Linked DNA regions of Oryctolagus cuniculus: region 1 is linked to region 2. Evidence: chromatin contacts called from public Micro-C data. All regions are on one chromosome and are shown on one strand. The core of a region is the stretch at or near the end of the contact, and the rest is flanking DNA. Distances in the headings are between cores, read along the strand shown. Region 1 holds the start of LRRC8B (leucine rich repeat containing 8 VRAC subunit B). Region 2 holds the start of ZNF326 (zinc finger protein 326).

The links. A called contact is a pair of places that touch in the nucleus more often than the background predicts.
Region 1: a contact with region 2 is called in a Micro-C map of ear pinna, with 5 times the contacts expected there. The contact joins the promoter of LRRC8B here to the promoter of ZNF326 in region 2. A contact is called at or near these places in 4 of 6 Hi-C or Micro-C datasets (ear pinna, psoas muscle, skin fibroblasts and 1 more).

Annotation. Positions count from the first base shown.
Region 1 is chr7:81,194,295-81,198,781 of mOryCun1.1, reverse strand. It overlaps LRRC8B (leucine rich repeat containing 8 VRAC subunit B), which reads left to right and starts at 2,771. Exons shown (of 5, transcript XM_017346108.3): 1 at 2,771-2,908.
Region 2 is chr7:80,643,425-80,647,977 of mOryCun1.1, reverse strand. ZNF326 (zinc finger protein 326) reads left to right here and starts at 2,967. Exons shown (of 12, transcript XM_002715870.5): 1 at 2,967-3,154. The coding sequence starts at 3,139.

The DNA.
Region 1 (4,487 bases), core at 1,522-4,021, 550 kb before region 2:
CATTAATTTGAGTGTGAGAAGTACCTGACTTATTTAGTTGAAAGAGTGACAGAGAGAGAAACAGATCCTCCATGCACTAGTTCACTCTCCAAATGCCTGCAACACCTAGGGATGGATTACACCAAAGCCAGGAGCTGGGAACTCCATTGGGTCTCCCAGGTGTGTGGCAGGTACCGAAGTACTTGAGCCATCATCTGCTGCTTCCCAGCTGCACTAGGGGAGGCAGGACAGGAAGCAGAGTAACTGGGACTAGAACCAGCCAGCTGGGATGTGGGGATCCCAAGTGGCAGCTTAATCAGCTGCACCATAACACCAACCCCAACTGTTCATAAAAGCTGCATGCTGCTGAGGTCAAGGACCAAGTTTTATGTTCCTCTGGTATCACCTATAGTGTCTAGCACACTGCTGGACACATAATAAAGTACTTAATATCCATGATGGAATTTTAAATCTCTGCTTTAGACTTTGATGGGTTTGGCTGTAGAAGCGGTACCTGAGTCTTTCAGAGTTTACTTTTTATCAAAAAAAAAAAAAAAATCCTTGAGAGAATGTCAGGTACTCCTGTAAGGACTGAACATATTCCAAGGACCTCAGGGGTCTTGTTTTCAAAGATAATACAATGTAGTGGAAAAACTGGGCACAGGTATGAATAGTCAAGCATTCCTAATTATAAGGCCTATAATGGGATGCCAAAATATTCTAGTCAGTAAATACTCTCTTTATGGGAACATATCATGTACATATTATTTTAAAAGTACCTGGCCTTCGGATCAGCATGGTGCGCCAGCCGCAGCGCGCCGGCCGCGGCGGCCACTGGAGGGTGAACCAACAGCAAAAGGAAGACCTTTCTCTCTTTCTCTCTCTCTCTCTCTCTCTCTCTCTCACTGTCCACTCTGCCTGTCCCAAAAAAAAAAAAAAAAAAAAAAAAAAAAGTACCTGGGAGCAGTATTTGGGGTTAGTCCTCTTTCTCTCTACTGTAATGCTATTGGGAGCTTAAAAAGAGTTCTTCAAACAGTTCTGGAAAACAGAATTACAAAATTTGTTTTATTGCAAAAATGTTGAAATTCATGCAGAGTTTTTCACAGTTTGCATTTTATGAACTTTTTGAAGAGCCTTGTATGCATGATTTTCACAATTTTTGCACCAGAATATTCAGTTCCATTTTTCCATGAGCATTTTGAAGTACCCTCATATGCCATAGCAAAAAACAACAACAACAAACCAGGAGAAACAGCTATGTGGGGCTCTTACTTCAGAAAGAGATTCCGAGATACGATATCACAAATTTGGAAGTCTTCTTTCTCCATGGAATCAATGTTGTCACCTTGACGGGTGTTTAAGAATTAAATTAAAATAAAAATAACATTTATATGTTACGTGTCCGAGGTTTACCTAGAAATATTACTGTTTGAAATTGGTTGCTTTAACTATCAGCTAATGGTAAATTGGGTTGCCAAGCATTGAAGTCATTTTTGTATTCACATCATCATTGGATTGAAATGTTGAAGGCATATCTGGTTATAATCTCTTAAGTCTGAGTTTAGGGAAGGTAAGTAACTACCCCAAGTCATATAGGCTGTTAACTGCTGTGATGGAAGAATGGATCATCTGCTCAGGGATTTGGCGGGGGGAGGAATATTCCTTTCCAAACATTCAGAAACACGTACAAAACGGATGTTTTCAAGTTTCAATATCATAACTTTACAATCTGTATCTACTACCACTTTTTTCTTTGTTTCATTTACAAGGAATATACCTATATGTGACCCATCTCCAGATGGTGAGCAGTTTGGGAACCAAACACAAATGTAAGTTAGATTTAGATCTGTGCATACACAGTAGCTCACACGCATGGCTCAACAAAAACTTGAATGACCAAATGAAGGCATGTTCTTCCAGCTTCTCCCCCGAGACGCAGGAAGACGACAGCCGCCAACCTAGAATTCAGCAGACAAGGAAACAACAAGAGACCCACAGGCAGCCTTCTTGCTACCTCTCAGAGTGATTCAAATTGTAGTTCTAATCTCAACAGTCTATGTGGGACACCGCCCGTCTCATGTAACTCGGGACTGCGTTTTCTTTACTCCCATTTACAAAACCTGATCAGATGTCCCTAATGCTAAGTCTTTTATACTCTATTCCTTTGGGAGGTCCCTTGCAAAGTTTTACTTTATAAAGAGAGATGTCGTTGCCATAGCAACTAAGATATTTAATCTTGCCTAATTGAATCGTTGTATTGCAAATGGGAGCTTGGGCAGAGGCCGAGTTAAAATGGAGTGTAAGTGGAGGACACAAAATATCAAGTCCCCTTAATTCCTGGGGTTTGGATTAATGTTGTTTTCTGGTGAGGCGTATTGTTACTGTTCAAACTCCAGGCACTTAACCCTAGAGGGAAGTGGGTTGGGCGCTAGCCATGGTGCACCTGCAGTTGATTAGCCACAACGTAGGTCATGAGTGTAGTCTCCCAGGTCGCCCCCTCTCATCTCAAGGATCAGCACACCTGGGAGGGGCGGATGACACTGGAGGCCAGAACTGAATTTAGGCAGCTTAGTGCGGTACAACTGTAAAACCCTCCCTCCCAGGGGCTCGGCCTAGGGACTTCAGAGTCCAAGAGGCGGGTTCCCGCGCTGCTCCCGAGCCTTTCTTCAAGGCCCCAGCGCACGTTATGTAAATAACAAGTTGCTCGGGCGCACACGTGAGAAGGCGGGAACCCGACCCGCGCACAAGCACACCGGGTGCGGCCAAAGTCACTGGCGTGGCGGCGCCAGGGGACGGACCTGGGCCCCTCTCGCTCCCTCCGCTGGCAGCAGCCCAGCGTCCCCCGCGAGGCGCGCGGCTGGGCCAGGGGACTCGGCGGCCACATGGCGCGCTCGGGGAGATGGCTGCGCTTTGTTCCCAGCAGCGACGGGTGAGTCACCGGCCCCCGCCACCGCAAAGCTGGGCAAAACCTCGCGCCCAGAGCGAGCAGACAGTTTCACAGCAGGAGCAACTATCCCAGCGGCCGCGGCTGCTTCCTCTTCGTCCTGCTCCTCGTCCTCCTCCGCCTCCGCGGCAGCCACGGCCACCGCCGCCGCCACCACCGCCGAGGCCGTGCCGCCGCCCCTACCTCGGCCCGGCCCCTCCTCCTCCGCGCGCGAACTCAGTCAGCGGTTCGCGCCGCCGCGCGCCCATTGGCCGCTGGAACGCGCCGCGTCACAATGGAGCCGCTCGGAGGCGGCGAGCTGGGCAGCGCCGGGGCTTCCCGCTGAGCCCGCAGCCGCCGGCAGCCGGCAAAGTGCGGGCGCCGGGCCGCCGCCGGCGGGCCCGGAGGCGCGCAGGGTGCCCGCCACGGTTCGCTCCGGCGCCCTGGGGTTGGAGTCGCACAGGTAGGTCGGAGCGTGACACCGCGGCGTGTGGAGGAGGAGCCGAGCCCACCGAGGCGGTGGAGGAGGAGGACGGGGATAGGAGACGCAGCAGGTGGGGTTGGGAGAGCAGGTGCGGTTACCTGTCTGCACCTCACCTGCGTGCCTGGTTGCGGACGGGTGGCGCGGCCGGAGACGTTGAGTGGCGGTTTCGTTGCTCCCTTGTCTCCGGGAAAGAAGGAGCGATACCCGCTGAGGGAAGCTTTCCCGGGTGCTAGGGTCATCTGGGGCGAAAAGAGTGGGTGGGCGGCCCCCTCTGTCCTCTGGTAGCCTTGGCGCTGCACCTGTGCGAGTCCTCGGGCGGGGCGGAGAAAGGGTTCTGCTTTCCCAGGCTGGAGCCTCGCCCAGGTGAGCGGACCTCCGTCCAGGGTGTCCACTTGTGGTCGCTGTCGTTTGCCCCCTGCCCTGGCGCTGTTTGTTGGCAAACATTCTGTGTTCTCCTATACTAGTTACTCGTCTAAGGTTTGGTGCTGGCGTTGGGCATTCGTTTGACGGGGGGCGGGGAAAGAGGGCAACGGATTCCCATTTAAAGAGAGGCACAGGAGTTTCCTCCCCTTGGGCTACAGTTGAGCAGGTGTTGAGAGGTCCGGAGGAAGGAGGTGCAGGGTTGGCTCATTACTCTGCGTCCTCCAGGTGGCATTTGTGAAAAGGTATTTGTGGTCAGGACTCTCCTAGCACTCTCTACCGCCTGCCTCCACGCCCAAGAGCAAACCTAACACCGGTGTGTGAACTTCCTTGAAAATAAATTCACCTTGCCTAGACACTTAAACACCTAGCTGTAAAAGGATACCAGTATGAAAAACATTACATTGTAAATCTGTAGGCAACTTAAAATAGGCAATTGGTTGGACACATACTGAGACATTAAGCAGTGTGTGTCTTTATCAGGCTTTCTCCTGAACCTAAGAACAGGACCCGAAGCTTGGAACAGAAGTCACACTGCAGTATCATTATTTAACAATTTGGTACTCCCCATGGGTACAAGGGACACTTCCAGAGAACCAAAAATGCGGGTGCCAAGGTGACTTTGTTTTTCTGCCCCTGGCTGTCCTAGTCATCCTCTCCAGTCTTTAAGAAAATATGAAA
Region 2 (4,553 bases), core at 1,718-4,217:
AACAAAAGTTCGGGGGCACAAAAAGACACAGGGTTTGGGAAAATACTTTATCCATTTTAGTATTTTTTTTTTGTTCTAGTACCATTGGTTGAACTCTGTAATTAACACACAATTATTCTTAGGTGTTTAAATTTTAACTGAAAAGTGATCCCTGTTAGGAATTTGGATAACATTATGTTGAGTGAAATAAGCCAATCCCAAAGGGACAAATACCACTTGTTCTCCTTGATAGGTGACAACTAACTGAGCACCAAAAAGGAAACCTGTTAAAGTGAAATGAACACTATGAGAAACGGTGACTTGATCAGCCCTCACCCTGACTGTTGATGAGCAACTTAATATGTTATCCCTCTTAGTATTTTTGTTTGTTTGTTCTACTTAATACTTTTGGTTGAATACTGTAATCAATACACAATTCTTCTTAAGTGCTGAAACAACTGAAAAGTGATTGCTGTTAAATATAAGAGTGGGAATAAGAGAGGGAAGAGATGTGCAATTCGGGACATGCTCAAGCTGACTTACCTCAAACGGTAGAGTTAGAAACATACCAGGGGATTCCAATTCAATCCCATCGAGGTGGCATGTACCAATGCCATCTCACTAGTCCCAGTGATCAATTTCTGTTCACAATTGATCATAATGATAGGACTAAGAACCAAAGGGATCACATAAACAAGAATAGTGTCTGCAAATACTAGCTGATAGAATAAAAAAGGGAGAGAATGGTCCAACATGGGAAGTGAGATACACAGCAGACCCATAGAATGGCAAATGTCCTAACAGCACGCTGGCTTCATAATCAGCCCTTAAGGCATGCGGATCTGGCTGAAATGCCCATGAGAGTATTTCAGGCATGGAAAGCCAAGACACTCTGGGGGAAAAAAAAACCTAAATGAAAGATCTCCACGAGTGAGATCCCAGTGGAAAGAATGGGTCATCAAAGAAGGAGGTACCTTTCTCTGAAGGGAGGAGAGAACTTCCACTTTGACCATGGCCTTGTCTAAAATGATCAGAGTCAGTGAACCCAGGGGGCTTCCATAGCCTTTGAAGCTCATGACAAGAGCCTAGGGTGAATACTGATGCCATAAACAAGAGTGTCAATTTGTTAAGTCATCAACAGGAGTCACTGTGCACTTACTCCTCATGTAGGATCTTTGTCCTTAGTGTGCTGTACATTGAGATTTAATGCTATAACTAGTACTCAAACAGTATTTTTCACTTTATGTTTCTGTGCAGGAGCAAACTGTTGAAATCTTTACTTAATGTATGCTAAACTGATCTTCTGTATATAAAGAGAATTGAAAATGAATCTTGACATGAATGGAAGGGGAGAGGGAGTGGATAAGGGGAGGGTTGCGGGTTGGAGGGACGTTATGGGGGGGAAGTTATTGTAATCAATATTCTGTGCTTTGGAAATTTATATTCATTAAATAAAAGTTAAAAAAATCAAAAACAAAAAAATAAGTACAAAAAAAAAAAAAAAAAAGCACAGGGTTGTTTTTGCAACCAGTGTCCAGAAACTGCTGAACAGAAGGGAGGGTCTGGGAGAGACAAGAAGGCGGAATGCAGAGGTCAGGCAGATCCCTGCTGTCCGTGCGTTAGGTTAAGGAGCAGTGACTAGATCTAAGCCAGGATAGAGACGCCTCGTGACAAGTTTAGACTGGCATTTATGTTACTGCAGCTGAGAACTCGAGACTGAAGGGCAGAAAAAAAAATTAGTTAGGAAGTTGCAGCACTAGTTATGGGGAGAGCTAACGAGTCTGTACATTCAATTGGTGGCAGTGGGGATGGAGAGGAGGGGGCAGGTTCAAGAAATTTTAGAGGGTAATGAACAGATGAAAGACCTGGGTACGGCTTGGGAGTGAGTGGAAGGAAGGGCTGGGCTGAGTAGCGACTGATGACTGGCAGGCGGGCTGGCTGGGATTAGTAGGATTAGGGGGATTAGCTCACCCTGCCCCAAACAGACAGGAAAAAATACATACAGGAGCCCGGGCAGGTCTGAGGAGGAAAATGGTGAATTGAGTTTTCGACATGATCAGCTCAGGTGAATAGAAAAACATATATGGCGGGGGCGGGGGGAGGAGTGTGGAGAGAAGAAGGAAATGAGCAAAGGGTGGAGAGCAGGGTGAATCATTTAGGGAGGAGAAGGAAAGTGGTGGGGAGGAAGCGACGCCTGGCCGGATTTCTGGCTACGTCAGACACCCGCTGTGTCTGTGTAACTGGAGGTTTTCTTACAGTGTATTTCCTTAGAACTTGGTTCCAGCAGCTGATTGAACCCGGAAGAAGAGCAAGGAGCTTGACTCCTGTTTCCTGTCAACTCACTGTTGCCACCATTTGCTTTACGTGGGGTGGTGGGGAGGGGGAGGATTTTCTTAAACCCGTGGTTCCAGCTGCCCCAAGGTCAGAGTGATCAGAACCGTTTTCTCTTTCCCTATGGTTGGGTGGTTGAATAACTTCGCCCACTGCCCACTGTCCACTCAAAAGTGTAAATAATGGAATGCTAGTAGGTTCGTTTGCCTGCGACCTTGTGCAGCTTCTTACTAGCGCCTTCAAATTCAGAGCGGAGAGCCTGCTTTGCCTCATTCCCAGAGTTCTAAGACCGTCCCAGACTTCAGCGTCTCCCTACACGCTCAAGCATTTTCCCGAGCAGTCATCACCAGCCAATAAAAAGCAAAAGGTCGGCACGTGATTTCATTCGTTTCGGGCAGGAGGAAGAGCCTCTAACCAGAGCCTTTCGCTCTTGCCAGGTTCAAACATGGCGGGCCGCAGTCCGCCCTTCCAGAACACTCAGCTCGCTTCCCCGCAGGCGCCGCCACTCGCCGACGCTCTCTTTTTTACCCACCGTGCCCGCGGCGGCTCCACGGGGTCAAAATCCTAGAGCGTGACAGCGGCCCTGCTTCCCGCCCCCGCGCGAGGGCCCGCCCACCAGCCCGCGCCAGCCAATCGCGGGCCGCGCTGCGGCGGCCGGCAGCACCGCCCGGCCCTGCCCCCAGCCTCACTGTGGCCTGCGCTCTCCGGCCCGTAGCGCCGCTCTCGGTGGAGCGGACTGGTTGTGAGGAACCGCGCGGATCGCGGGCGCTTGCCGCCGGCCAGAGCTCAGCTTAGCGCCTCTGAGGCCGTCCGCCCCGAGCCTCCGCCATGGACTTCGAGGACGGTAAGCGCAGCCTCTTGAGAGGTCTCCGCGGCGGGCGGGAGGCGGGAGGCCTGCGCCGGGGGTCTGTTTACCGTCTCAAGATGGCCGTGTGGGCTTTGTTCTGGCGGGCCTGGAGGCCGGGCCCAGGGCCCTGAGGCGGCCTCTGGAGGGACCCGCACGCCTCGAATCGGCCCGGCCGGGAGAACCTGGGAGCTGGGTGTGGGCCTCGGTGCCGGGAAGGACGCGCCCAGAGCTCCAGGCCCCGGGGCTCGGGCCGCGGCCTCGCCCAGGCCCCGGTGCGTGGAAACCGCCTAACGCCTCCCAACTTCCCGGCTCAGGCAAACGGACGCATGGGGCCTGCCGCCACCCCCACCCCCCTCGTGTCGCCTTCGCCCCACAGGGCGGCGACCCGGCCCGTCCGTCCGTTTAGTCAGTGCTCTTCCTGCCTGGTAGCATTTTCCGAGGCTTGTTCACGGTGCTGATTTCGGTTGTTTTTAAGAAAAGATGTTTAGAGGGCGTCCCTCAGAGACGATCGGTGGAAAGCCAGGTATTTCCTGGTTGGAAAACTGGGCTTGTTAATTCTCGTTCGAATTAGGCTCTGTGAACCGGAGCACTTTTATTTATTTATTTTTTTCGGTCTTGTGTGTGGATGCGGTTTAAGTTAGAATTCTGGCACGAGCAAACATCACGTGCCCTTCACCTTCAGACGTGTACTCAGCCGCTTGTGTTCCTGCTGACGAAATAAACTGTCGGAGCCGTGCCTTTTAGCCCCCCCCCCCCCCCCCAGCTCTTCAGATCGTTTTCACAGGGTCACAAAAAATTAATCTGGGCTTCGTCTTGTCCTCCGATGTCCTCAAAAGTCCTCAACTTTTAGCGACATGGGTGTCGAGAGAGGAAAAAAAAATGGCATGTAGTGACAGCAAGTAGGGAGGCCAGGGAAAGGGCTTGTGTAGTTAAACTGGATTTAATCCGGGGGAACCAGGCAGGCGTTTCTAAATAAAAACCAGTTCGCTAAGTAGTTGAAAGCCTCTAATGCCACCAAAAAAACAAGCCATACTTAACATTGAATGAGGTGTGATCTCCGCTTAGGAATGAAGCAGCTTTTGAATTTTGATTTTTACAAAAGTAAAAGCTACTGAATCAAGATATATGAAAGCCCCCCCCCCCCATTAGCCCTTTTGTAGATACTTTGAAATAGGAAGTTCAGCTGGTAAGAGTACCTGGGGTTTTTGTTTGTTTTAGTTGGACTTTGACTCATTTTGATATAAATACCTTTCAACTCTGAATGTTTGAAGTGATCAAAGTTTGGGATGAAAATAAAAAAAAAATTTACTGTGTTTTCAGGCTACAGTTTGATAGTACAAACACCCAAAGGGCAATCAGAGGCTGCCAGGTGTAGGTGGGGACAATCCTTTCCACC